Regions from separate parts of the Mus musculus genome. Here all the other regions are linked to region 3. The links are chromatin contacts, called in public promoter capture Hi-C maps. All regions are on one chromosome and are shown on one strand. Each heading gives the region's core, a stretch centred on a gene start, on an enhancer-like site or on the middle of the called end of the contact. The rest is flanking DNA. Distances are from core to core; before and after follow the strand shown.

Evidence for each region. Promoter capture Hi-C pulls out the DNA fragments that hold promoters and counts their contacts.
Region 1: a contact with region 3 is called in a promoter capture Hi-C map of pre-B cells. The contact joins the promoter of Zfp800 here to the promoter of Ndufa5 in region 3. A contact is called at or near these places in 2 of 39 promoter capture datasets (hematopoietic stem and progenitor cells and pre-B cells).
Region 2: a contact with region 3 is called in a promoter capture Hi-C map of pre-B cells. The contact joins the promoter of 6530409C15Rik here to the promoter of Ndufa5 in region 3. A contact is called at or near these places in 2 of 39 promoter capture datasets (cranial neural crest and pre-B cells).

The regions. Positions count from the first base shown.
Region 1 is chr6:28,259,597-28,264,087 of GRCm38.p6, forward strand. Zfp800 (zinc finger protein 800) reads right to left here and starts at 2,328. Exons shown (of 6, transcript NM_001081678.2): 1 at 1,884-2,328; 2 at 1,122-1,240. The coding sequence starts at 1,182.
Region 2 is chr6:28,213,027-28,217,218 of GRCm38.p6, forward strand. 6530409C15Rik (RIKEN cDNA 6530409C15 gene) reads left to right here and starts at 2,473. Exons shown (of 4, transcript NR_165173.1): 1 at 2,473-2,740. It also overlaps a transcript of Zfp800 not described here.
Region 3 is chr6:24,525,164-24,529,109 of GRCm38.p6, forward strand. It overlaps Ndufa5 (NADH:ubiquinone oxidoreductase subunit A5), which reads right to left and starts at 2,527. Exons shown (of 5, transcript NM_026614.3): 1 at 2,363-2,527; 2 at 2,110-2,154. The coding sequence starts at 2,383. It overlaps Asb15 (ankyrin repeat and SOCS box-containing 15), which reads left to right and starts at 2,981. Exons shown (of 10, transcript NM_080847.3): 1 at 2,981-3,106.

The DNA.
Region 1 (4,491 bases), core at 1,078-3,577, 3.7 Mb after region 3:
AAAAACCAAGAAATACATCTTCACTTCAAATATATAAAAGGTAAGGTATAAAGGGTGCTTAAGTTAGATGGGTCAGAAGATGAATGAAAATGAGGTCCCCTCCTAGAGGTACCTGTTTTACTAGGTTAGAACTGATCCAAGCAAACACAACAGACACAGGCTGAAGTCCAGTGGTAATGTCCTGTAACGCAAAGGAGTGTGTCCCCTTTACTGTTACCACGTTTCTCTTACTCAAAAAAAGTAGCTTCAAATACTCTGCTAAAAAAATCTAAATACATGAGCATAATTAAAATATTTCAATTAAAAGCAATCCAAAGTAGGCGGGGGAAGTTACCAACCCTGGTAACTTAAAAGTAAAAACTGATAAACGCATGTCTTTGAATTAGAATAGAAAGACCTTTATTCGTAGTTGACACTGTGAGTCCTTTTAAGATAAGGCCCTCAACAGTTTACAATGCCTGTTAAATTAAAACTCACTAATAAATTCTTTATGAGACTCAAAAAAGTTTTAATATCATAAATTAAACAGAATCTGCTCAACATAATAAAATACCTTAAATACTCTATATATTCTAAGCAATACAATACAATAAATTCTATCCGAAACATTTAAGATGTTTTTTAAATTCAAAAAGTCCACTTGTCCCTACAGGTTCAATCAACCTTCTTGACCCAAATTAAACTTTTGGCTTTGTTTGTTTGTTTGTTTGTGGGAGTGGTAAACTTTATACTATGGATTAAAACACTTCAAGGGAAAGTTATTTTAACAATAAGAAATTTTCAAGAAGCTGAATGGTAGTAATCACCTATCTCATCTTTACCTTCTTCTTCCATTTTAAACATTCAGAGCATGGAGTGAACCAATAACGAAGCTGCCTTGAAAAAGAAGGGAAAGGAGCTGCCCGACCTTGTGGAAATGATTGACGGTGACACTTGTGGCACTTTCTCTGGGGGCTCAAGCAATGGAGATCTCCAGTTTGTACAGGCTTTTGGCATTACGCGAGTAGTTTTACGCAGGAGAAACCGAGTTACTTAGGAAAGACTTCTTAGAGACAACGCAGAAAGCCGAGTAGCTCTGGTGAAGGAGAGCAAAGACACTGGGGAGAAAAAAACGGACTTACCTGGTTCGCAGCATCCGTGATGATGGTGGTCCGTTTGACAGTATTTGTCCCTCAAAGGCATTTTTAACGGGTGCGACCTATTTTCCTTTCACTGTGAGAAGCTCTTCATTGCGGCTTGGCTGTGGACAGAGAAGCACAAACCCATCACTATCCCTGAACTTCTATGGAGGCTGTGGCTGCAATTTCCACAGACCATCCCACCATGCGCTCTCTGCCCTCACCCCGGGCCCGCACCTTCCGCTCGGAAAAGAAACCGCCGCTCGCCCGGCCTCCGGCCCCACGTCCCCGCACAGGTTCACCGCCCTACCCGGAAACGCAGCGTCCGGCGCGCAGGGCAGCGCAGCGCACGGCGAAGGCCTGGCGGGCTGCGCAGGCGGCTGCGGCCTCGCCGTGCTGGGCGGACGAGCGAGCGAGCGAGCGGGCGGGCGCGCGGAGAGCCGGGCGCGGGACGCGGGACGCGACGGGGCCCCTGCGCGGCTGAGGAGCGGCTCGCGCGCCCTCCGGCCACGCACGTGCGTCGGGGGGTCTCCCCGGCGCAGGTCGGGTCCGGTCCGCGCCGCCAAGTGCGCCCAACTTACTCAACTCCCGGAGCGGCCGGCCGGCCAGCGGGCGGGCGGGCCGCGGCACCAGCCGGGCGCACGACGCGGCCGAGGGCCCCACCTGGCGCAGCCCCGGCGCAGCGCGTGAAGCCGAGCGGGCTTCGGCCCCGGCGCGCTCCCAAAGAGTCCCCGGCGGCGCCGACGCGGAAGCGCCACAGCTCACCACGTCCTCGGGCCGCGGCTGCGGTGGCGGCTGTGGCGGTGGCGGCGGCTCACGGCAGCCCTCCGCGCTCCGGGCCGGCGAGCTGGCGGCGCGCGGGCGCAGGCAGTTGACAGGACGAACCGCCGGGCGCAGCAGCCGAAGGAGCTGGAACCGGAGCAGGCAGGACTGAGGCGCCCCTCGCCAGGGCAACGGCCGCGCCGAGCCCGGCTCCCCTCAGCGCCGCGCCGCTCCACCTGCAACGGTCCCCCGGGCTTTGGAGAGGGGCGGGGAGCCGCGCGGGTCCCCCACCTGGGGCCTTGCGGGTAGCAGATGCTTCGGGAAACTTTATGGAAGTCAGTCCCGTTCTCTCGTGGCCGCCCCTTCCCCGGACAGCCCGAGCGACCGCCGTGCAGAGAGGGTAGGAAGGGGGAAGCAGAGAAGTCTCCGGCTGCGACAGGGAGCGACTGACTGACCCCGGACGGAGATGGGGCGAGGGCAGGAAGTGACAAGCTCACGGAGTGGGTGGGGGGAGTGTGGCCGGCACGCCCGGCAGCGCGGCGCGCATGCGCTGGGCGGGCAGCCCCGGTGGGGAGGCGACGCGCGGGGCCGGCCTCGGGCGGAGGAGGGTAGACTGCGGGGTTGGCGGGCGCCGAGGGCGGCCGGGTAGCTGGCGGGCCTCGCCGGCGCGCGCCCGTGCGTCCTCCCGCCGGCGGCTGCGGAGCGACGGCCGGAGGCTGCGTGCGCCCGGAGGTGTGAGAACCAGAACCGCGGGCGCGTCTTCCCCTCCCCGGGCACGCGCCGCTCGCTCGGGCACCAAACTGTTGCTCGCGCTGCTGCGCTTCGGCGGATCCGACCCAGGCAGAGTTGGGGAAGCGGAGGAGAAAAGGAGGGACTGGGAGCCCGAAGTGGACTGGATCGGGAGAGCTGTCAGGTGCTGGCTCGCCAGCTGTTGTCCAAGTGTACCTCCTGGAACTTGGGACAGGAGAGTCTAAGTCGGGCTCTGGGAAAGAACGCGATTGGCAACGTTCTGAGGGTGCAAACCTGGAAGTGAAGTTGGGTCACATGGCTAACACGCACTTTCCCTCTTGGGCACCAGCATCCTGCTTGGAAAATCCCCGAAGATCAGATCGAAGATGGCCATCTTCTGTCAAATCTACAAACCTTGAGCTGCTTTTCATATCCAGTAGCTGCTGCCGCCACCTTCTTCCCAACTCTGAGATGGAATTCTTGCCCTTGCTAACTTCACTCGAATAGGTGTCAGCTATTGGTCAGGGTTTTGTGAGAGCTCCCATTTGACCTTTTTTATCTTCTCAGGATGAATGAAAACCACAATTAACTAACTTCCAGTTTTCAAGTTCCAGTTTTGGAGCTTCTGAAAAAAGAAAAGTTTAGGAAGGAAGGCACTATGTGTTTGTATTTTGGGTTTTTTGTTTTTTGTTGTTTTGAGATGGTCTTGCTGTGTAGCTCAGGCTTGCCTGGAACTAGCTGAGTAGCCCAGGATGACCCTGAAATCAGGATTCTCCTCCTGCCACTATGCACTTTCTTTTTCAAAGCTGGGGTTACAGGCTGACACCACACTAGGCTCTGTGTTTGTGAAGAGAAAAATCACCAAAATCAATTTTCAAAATTCCAAAGGAAGTTTGTAAGCAAATGCAGTTGTTACTATAGGACTGTTGAATGGAATACTTGCATACGTCTTGTACGGTTGGAGCAGAATAGAATAAATGTTCTGCAGCTACATAGGATATTATATTATGATCTCATTTTCTGTTCCATTGTCAAGAATCACTACCCACATGAAGCAAATGCAGATTATAGGTCAATATGCTATAAATGGCCACTTCTATGTGGTGGTATTATGCAGCCAATAGAAATCATATTTGGGGGTTGGAAAGATGACATTGTCAGTTAAGTCTGGTCAAGAAAACCTGAGTGTGATCCCAGAACACATGGTACAAAAACGTTGGAGGTGAACGTTCACCTGCAATTCCAGTGCTAGGGAGACCAAGAGAGAAGAATCCCTGAGGCTTGCCAGCCAGCTGGCACAACCAAACGGATTAGGTCCAGGCTCAGTGAGAGCCCCTGTCTCAAAAAGTAAATTGAGCAATTGAAGAAGACATACAACATGGACCTTTAACCTATCCAACCAACAAAACTATCATGTGTAATATTAACTATGTGGAATATGCTTAAACCAAAAAGATATATTTTTGAAATGTGAGAGATGCTGTACTTGGAATTATATGTGCTTTTGTCTGAATGAAGCATATGTGATTTTAATAAAAAGAGTTTTTATTAATCTATAATTTATCTTTAAGTGTTCTGTAAATAAAATTAAAATTCCACTCTTTAAAAAATGACTATATTATCTGAAATGGTATAAAATAATGATGCACAAAAAATATGATACAAAAATACAAATCACTCAAAACTGCAGTGAGAAACTGAAAGGAGAGAAAATGATCAACATTGGTGATAGCTGGGTGGTAAATTTTTAAGTAAAGCATTTTTGTTTCAAAGGATATTTACCTTAATTTGACACAATGAGTGTAATACATGTATTAAAAATACTAAAATTTTATAAGCCAGGGAAGTATTATTTGTAAGAATTTAAATGTTTTCTTACCAG
Region 2 (4,192 bases), core at 1,223-3,722, 3.7 Mb after region 3:
CTTCCTTCATACATTCTGGAATGGGGAAGTGGAGATAAGTCAGAGTCAACAAATAAATAAGATTACAAATAAAGAACTGGGAGAGGAAATGGTTGGGAGGTCATGACTACTTCAACATGGTACTCCAGGGAGGCCTCTCTCAAAACTCTGCACCCATCTACAGGATAAATTGTAATGGAGGAGAGAGGGTGGCCATGAAAAGCAGCTTAGAAATAGTAGCATTTACTAACCCCCTGAGGTACAGAAAAAAAAAACTTGCTTGGCATGTTACATGGGCACGCATGGTAAACAGTGAGAGAAGGGTCCAGAGGCTGTTCAAGAACTAGAAAAGGGTCAGATGGTGCATGGTTTTGTGAGCCATGGTAAGGGGGTTCAATTTTATTCTACAAGCAATAGATGATTTGATTTAATGGATGAGAAAGGTCACTATTACCAGGTTATCAAAAAGGTACTAAAGTATGTCAAAAGTGGTACCCGAGAGACCAGGCATGAGAAAATATGTTGGTCATAGCACTGAGTTTGGAAGGAGACAAATTAAAGTCAATTTTAAGTCAGGCATGATTGTACACACCTGTAATCCAGGGTTTAGGAGGCAGAAGCAAAGACATTGTTACAAATTCAAAGCTAACCTGTTACATAGTGAGTTCCAGGCGAATCAGCACTATGTGTACGAGAGCTCCTTTCTCAAAACAAACAAAAACAAAAACAAAAACAAAAAACAAAAAGGCATATTTGAGCAATAAAACTGATCGATTAAGATGGGTTGCTTTGTAAGGAACTAGTCATAAAAGTAGCAAAGATGACCCCCAAATTGTTGCTGAATGGTGACACCCTTTACTGCAACTGATAATTAAGAGGTGGGGAGAATGATGGTACAGAAGAGAGAAAGAAGAGAACCTGAAGTTTTTCAAAAAGCAAGAGGGAGTGAGACTCAGGGCACTGAGAGAAGAAGGGGCTCCCTTCACAGTCACAAAATAGATCAGTTCCACGCACTGTAGTAGGGAGCTGAGGAGCTCTGTCTATAACTCTTAGTTCTCAGGGAAATATCAAAACAAACGGCACATTCTGGGGAGATTCATGCAAAGAAACAGTAGGTCTAAAAGTGAAGGACTGAGACGACCATAGGAAAAAACACCAATTTAGGATTTGCAATAATGTCTTGGAAATTGAACAGGTTGGTTGGTTTCATGATTTCTTCTTAAACGAAATCCGTTGTTACAGTCTGGCTAGAGCAAGACAGAAGTTACCTATACCCAGGGTTGGATATTTTTTTGCTAGAAAAATAATTTCGAAGAAACTGAGGTTTGAGAGTGCTGAGAGAATTTGCATTTCGAGGCATGATTACGATAATAGACTGTAGAATCTGGGCTAGTCAAGGAAATAGAGCCAAGACATGGCCTACTCAACAGTAGAAAAATGAGGTCAGCAAACAACTCAGGATAGGAAGGTGGTGGTCAGAGACTGGAATGTCTGATGTGTCAGTTCAGATCCTAGCAGCAGACACCAAGACAAAGGTCACTGTGCAGCAGTTGTGTTGAGGGGACACCTGAGAAAGACAAAAGAAAGCAAGAGGAGAGCAGAGATCTTGAAGAAGCCATAACGCAGGTCTGACATACCTAGGAAAGGCTAGAGGGGATACAGACTGAAGCCGGGAGTTCTAAGGAAGCTGTGGCCAGGAGTTGAAGGGTCCCCAATAGCTCACTGAGGGACCATGAATGTCACATGATTGGGCCATCACGACTTTAACTGTGACCAGTCACTGGGAATAGCCCAAGAGAAGTAAGACATCCATGTATAGCCTGGGACAGAGGGCCTGGGAAAAAAAGAGGGGCTAAGCCAACAAGCCTTCCCGGAGCAGCTATGGAAAGGCACGGTCCTGTGGTCACCGGCGACAATATTCTAGAGAGGATCCCGTTTCTAAGGATGGTGAGTTTAGGATGACGAGTCCTTGGAAACAAGGACTAATTCCACAGGGAGCAATGGCTATTGGCGATAAAGTTACAGGAAGGGGAAAGCCTGACGCTTGAGTTCAATTATAGATGTGCATGATACAACTCTGGGTTGTATCATGAATTTGGACCATTAGAATCTTCTGGCAGATGGGAGTGGGAGGTGGAGCTTGATGAGAGCTTAATGAAGAAAACGATGCTGGCTTTGAAGAACTAATAATGGAAAGAATCTGAAAGGGAACAGAGAGTAGTTACAAGAAATAGGGAAACGGAATCATGTGCGGTGAGGTTTTTAAAGAAGCCGGGGATTTTGCAGGCGGGCTGAAGAAACGCATCGCACGGAGCAAGGAGTGGCCCGGCGTCCCGCGTGGCAGAGCAGGCTGCGGCAGCAGCGGGGGGCGAGCTGAGGCGCTCCGACCAGCGACGACGACGCCGAGGCGGCCGTGGATGCAGACGACCTGGGCGCCCGAGGTACGGCGGTGCGCGCGGCCGCGGGAGCGCGCGGCGGCGTCACGGGGCGGCTGACCTGCCGAGGGCGCGCGCCGCGTGCTGGCGCTCCCTGGCGGCGCCGCGGAGCTTGGCGCGGCAGCTGGAGGCGGCCTGGCGCGTGGTGACGGCGCCCGCGGGCGGACGCAGGATGGCGGCGCTGCGGGGCGACGGCTTCGCCAGGCTTCGGCCCGCACGGGCGCAGCGAACCCCAGGGAAGAAAGACAAAGACACGCCGGTTAGCAACGGGCGGGAACCGCGCAGCCCGGGGCCGAGGCGCCGCGTCCCCACCCCGCACCCTTCAGGTAAAGCTGCGCCCAGGAGCCCGGCACCCCGCGGCACTCCACAACAGGCAGGGTTGCAGGCATCAAACCCCAGGTAGCTGATAACCCCTGACCCAGAAAGTCTTTTAAAAAATGTTCCCTTAAAGCATAACTACAAAATTTCAAAGAGTGTCCACTGCAACATAATAGAAAATGGGGAAAGAAGAGGAAGAAAAATTGGAAAATGTTCATCTCCAAACATAAAGTATCATAATCTTATAGCACAAACTAACTTGCTAATAAGATGTTGTGAAATACAGTCCAACAATATGAAAAAGCAGTCGAGGAAAAATTCCATTTCACCAGCATTTGCAGGGTATGAGGGTATGTATGTACTTCAGTATTCAGAGAACACAAATTTAAACGTGATGGAGAAAAACCACAACAGTGTGTTGTTACCTTTCGGTACTTCAGATAGTCTTTATTTTCATTTTATTTGTAATTTCCAAATTTACACAATAAATGTATTTTACTATTAGAATAAAAAGTTAATGACTTTTTACTTTCGTCCCACTTATGAATTTATAAAGCTAATGTTTTCTAGGGTAGCAGAGGGGTAGGCATAAAGAGCTTTTAAGGAATGGGTTCGACGACATGGCTTGTCTTTACTCTAAGCGCTGTATAAATCACAATATTTCAGAGTATTTTGTCCCGTAAACTTTTAACAGTGAATCAAAAGCACTGTCTTTTATAAAATTATACTTCATCTTATTCAACTCATTTTTACTTGAGGAAAATAAAAGTTTTCTGGTCTTTTTGCAAAGTTAATTTCAACTTATAATTAATATGGACTTGGGAGCACGGTATACTAAAAAACAGAAAAACCTCCCATGCTTTTGGAGCAGACATTTTAGTGAACGCCAGTGTTTCAGTTTCTGTAATGGTTTCTACTGAAAGCACTCAAACTGAGAAAGAATAAAGGAACTATTAGCTAAATATGGATCTTTTAGTTATAATGCATTTTATAACTAAATGAGCAAATGACTAAATGGAATAATTTTGCTAAATTATTCCAGGAATCTGCACATGGGATAATAACATAGACAAGTGCCCAGGGCTTTGTTATCAGATAGAAAATCCATTGTAATATAAGCTTCAAAAATATTTTAAACTAAAGCAACCTCAGTTGTCAGATGGATTCTATTCAGTGATAAGCAAATCTAGGGTTAGGTGTTTGTGGGAATGCGCTCGCTTTGTTGCTTAAGTTGATGGCATAATTAGTCATACTGCCCTGAAAGTTTCCTGCCTTCTGAAAGTTTTGGATAGAATCATCATACCTAGAGGTATAACTTTAGTAAAAACAAACAAACAAACAAACATATCACATGTCGGAAATAAAATTTATGAAAAGAACAAATCCCAAGAAACCAAGCATTTGTTGTTAACTTCCTTCTTGAGCAAAATGAAGGCGGCAGGAGCTTTTGTTAAAAGCAT
Region 3 (3,946 bases), core at 1,277-3,776:
TTCTAGAAAACTCTTAGCTTACACACGTGGTGCTCAGATCTCCTTGGAGAGCGCCTCACTAGAAATCACTATAAAGCAAGCACTTAGGAAATAAGTAAGCGGGAGAACAAGTTAGACTGCAGTGTTTTATAGCACAAGTCCAAGCACTTGGGCCTTTTTGTGGGGGAAACTAAAAGACTTAAGGACAAGGTTTGTGTTTAAGGAAAATCAACCTGGTGGTCGTGAGCTAAAGAACAATGGACACAGATCAGGAAGGGCAGGAATAAAGCTGCCGCAATGATTTGATCAAGAACAAGGACTTAAGCCGCAGTTGTATCTGATGGAAGACGAAAGAGGACAAACTGGAGACTGCTGCAGAAAAATGCAGCACAATTCACTACTAGGATAAATATGAAAGTAGAAGGTTTTGATATCAATAACAACATCCAAATTCAGAGCTGGGGACAGAACAATTCATATACCATCAAGAGACATTCAACCCATAGAGGAAGAATATCTAGAAATAGAAGTGTGAGTTTTGTTGTCCACAAGTCTGAAGTTCATAAAGACTGCAAGAAAGCCACTCAGTATTCACTATGTACTATGTACTAGTCAGAGTTCTAGCAGTGAACGCAAAATAAAGTCTTTGTGAAACCTGGAACAGACATGTCAGTGGAGCGTGGTCTGTTAAGTCATCTGGACAACCCCTAAAATAGAAAGCCACGGGAGGGTTTTAAAGAAAGATTTGCATACCCAACATGTTTTAGCACTTGCAAACCAGCTGAAAGAAAGCAGGGAAAAGCAGTTACAAGAGAAATGTAATTGTCACAGGGATAAGGATGGTGGCAGAAAAAATGGCAGCAGCCAAGGAGGTGATGAGATGTGAACAGAGGCTGCATAACCCAGGGGTCAACCCAGAGGATTTTCTTAGTGGCAAGTGAGGTGTGGGGTCATGCAAGCAATCCAGGACCATTTCAAATGAGACATCCCAGCTGGCTATGCTAACCCTTACCTAGCTGCCTGACACAAGTGAAGATGTCAACTAAGAGCATGTGTGTAATACATACATACACACACATGACTATAAAAGGTCAGTACTTGATATGGAAATATAAACGTTAACTGTTGTCTGTACCCCATGAGAGCCAACCTAAACCTAAAACCTGTCTAAGAGCTAGGTCTTCAATACTACAACATGGGGAAATGAAGGAACAACTGGAAAAGGCAAATAATTAGGGGGAAAGAAACAATAAACAATAAAACAAACAAACAAAAATCCCAAACTAAGAAACTTCGAAGCTCTGACATCCAGTAAACAAAGTACTTAATGCAGATTATCAAGAGTGTCAAAAATGCTTCACTTGGGTCAATGTGAGGGCACAGAGGGCAAAGGTGCCTGCCAACAGCCCCGTGACCTGAAAGATCCCCAGGATCTACAAGGTGCAAGGAGAGAGCCAACTTCAGAAAGTTGTTTTCTGACGGACAAACACTGGCATGCACACAAATAAATAAACGTAAGGATATTTTCAATGCCACTTTCGGTACAATTACGAGAAATGTGAACTGACTAGCAAATTTAGCATCACTGGTAACTCCTTAAAAAAAAAAAGTTTGGGCCTCGCTTAAGTGTACTCAAGGAGTAAGAGACAGTGAGCACTGACAACGCTTTCGAGTTATGTGTGTAGACGGGAAGGAAAGAAATGGTGCAATTGCTGAAAGGGGGGATAAATCACAGTGGTTTTGTTTAGGTTTGTTTGGTCTTGGTTGTTGTTTATGTTTCCCCAATGGATACCGAAGGAGGCAACCATGAGGACGACAGGGTCAGCCAGTGTGCGAAAGGCAAGGCAGAAATGTCGGTAGGGAAAGGATGGAAAATGAAAATGCGACTCTGAAGGGAGCTGAGAATACTCCACACCACTGACGCTAAGAGAATGCCGTGAAGAAACGCGTCTTAATTAAGAGGTCACGGCGAAGGCAAAAGGAGGCATTGCAAAAAGGATGCCACGGGGTCAGCGAAGCTCAGCGCTGCCCCGGAGGCCAGAGCTCACGGGGGTCTCGTTAATCTTGCAAGGGCAAGTTCGGTCGATCACAGTCTTGCTTGAGAAGGACGACACAAAAAGTCGCACTTACCTCGTGTGGAGTGTCGCACACCGCCAACCCCACCAGGCCAGTTGTCTGTGCAGAGACAAAACAGGACCGTGATGTTTACCGTAATCCCCTGGTTAGCCGACCCTCCCGACACAACTACGCACCCTGTCGCCCCCTGCCAGGACAGCGGAACACTCCCCCAACCCCTCCTCTTAGCGTCTCTGCCCACCGATGAGGGAGACGCGGCTGCCTACGGTCCCCATTCGCAGCATCACGGTGACCTCCACACGCTCACCTTTTTCAGCAAGCCCGCCATGACAGCGTCCAGCGCCTCCAGCGCACAGCCCTCTGGGAACCTTTCCCAAGCCCGCTCAATCGAGCGTCGATGCTGCCCCTGAGTCACCTAAGAACACTCTTGGCTCCAACCGCTCGGGCTGGGTAGGGGCAGCTCCCGCCCACCTAGGAGAGGTAGATTTGCGCCTGCGCAGCTCACACAAGCGGCTCCACGCAGGGCTTTGGTGTAGTAGAGACCGACTGACGTCTCTGAGTACTAAAGGTTAAGAAAAGCGCTACGCTACGGAAAAACTTGCAACGTAGTCACTGCAGGGACTTTGATTTTGCTCAGCCTTCGACTGCTATTTTACCCGGACTTCCTCAGGTTATGGAAATGAGGGTGGAAGCAGGCCTGAGCACCATGAAGAATGCTTTCCCTCCACGTGTGTGAATGCATACTCATAAGTGGAAATTATAAAGTGGAATTAACCATCTGATGCATCCGTTTTCTCTTGAGGAGACTGATGAATGAAAGGTTATGAAGTCGTAGTCTTTGTTCCAGTGGGTGTTTATGAGGTCATAGTCCCTGTTCTCTGTCCCTCCAGATCCCAAGAACATCTGTCATTGTTGAGTGTGTTCTAGAATGTGGAATCATGGCTTTATAAAAGATGCATGTGTTCTTTGTAACTTTGGATTCAAGCGTCTGCATGGCAGTATTTGCTAAAGACATCGAGAGTAGACAGACTTGACTGATCCAGGCTATGAGGTACTACAAAACGGATTGCTTCCATGCGGTACAAAAATAAGTAGATTTCTGAACCAACCTGTTGTAGAGGGCCACACTGAATGAAAGCTTGCTAGTGGTATTCTAAGCTAGAGACAGTAGAATTCGCTATAAAGGGACACATCCCGTGGCATCTGTGATATCAGAAGGGGATCTAGGAATGCATTAACAAACATTGCAAGAATAGAATGTTCTGGGTTCGCAGGTGGTAGAAGTGCACTGTATGGCCGACCCAGAGGAGTAAATGTCCCAGTTCTAGGAAAGGCGGATTTTAGGAAAGTTTGAAAATGCCAGAGAGGAGTTTGAGGCAGGAGAACTAGAGCCAAGCTCTCGACCTACTACATCTTACAGAATTTGCTCTTCAGGCCCTCTAACCTCCAACCTGAGCTGGAGCCTGTGGTTCTGCTTCTCAGTGGTTAGAGGCTTTATCGTGAGAGGTTCCATCTTAACAAAATTAGGTAGTTAATGAAATCCAGGGTTCTGATTCAACAGAGGAAAACAAAACAACAACAAAAACAAACAAACAAACAAAACTAGGAGAAACAACTGAAAGAGAGTGTCTTGGTGCCCAGGTAATGGTGAGGACATTTGCCCGAAGGGACATAACTTATCATTCCTGGCTTGTACCAGAAGTGATAACAATGCCAAACCAGACAGTTTACACCCCTCTCCAAAACCTAACTAGGCCTGTTTGAGTCATTAAGTTAACCACTTGGAGATTTTCTCTCATACCATTTGTTCAGAAAGAGGTTCAACAAAATTAATGAGTAAAATTGTCCAGTGTGACCATTTTCAAAAGGAATGAGCAGGGCACAGCCTGTC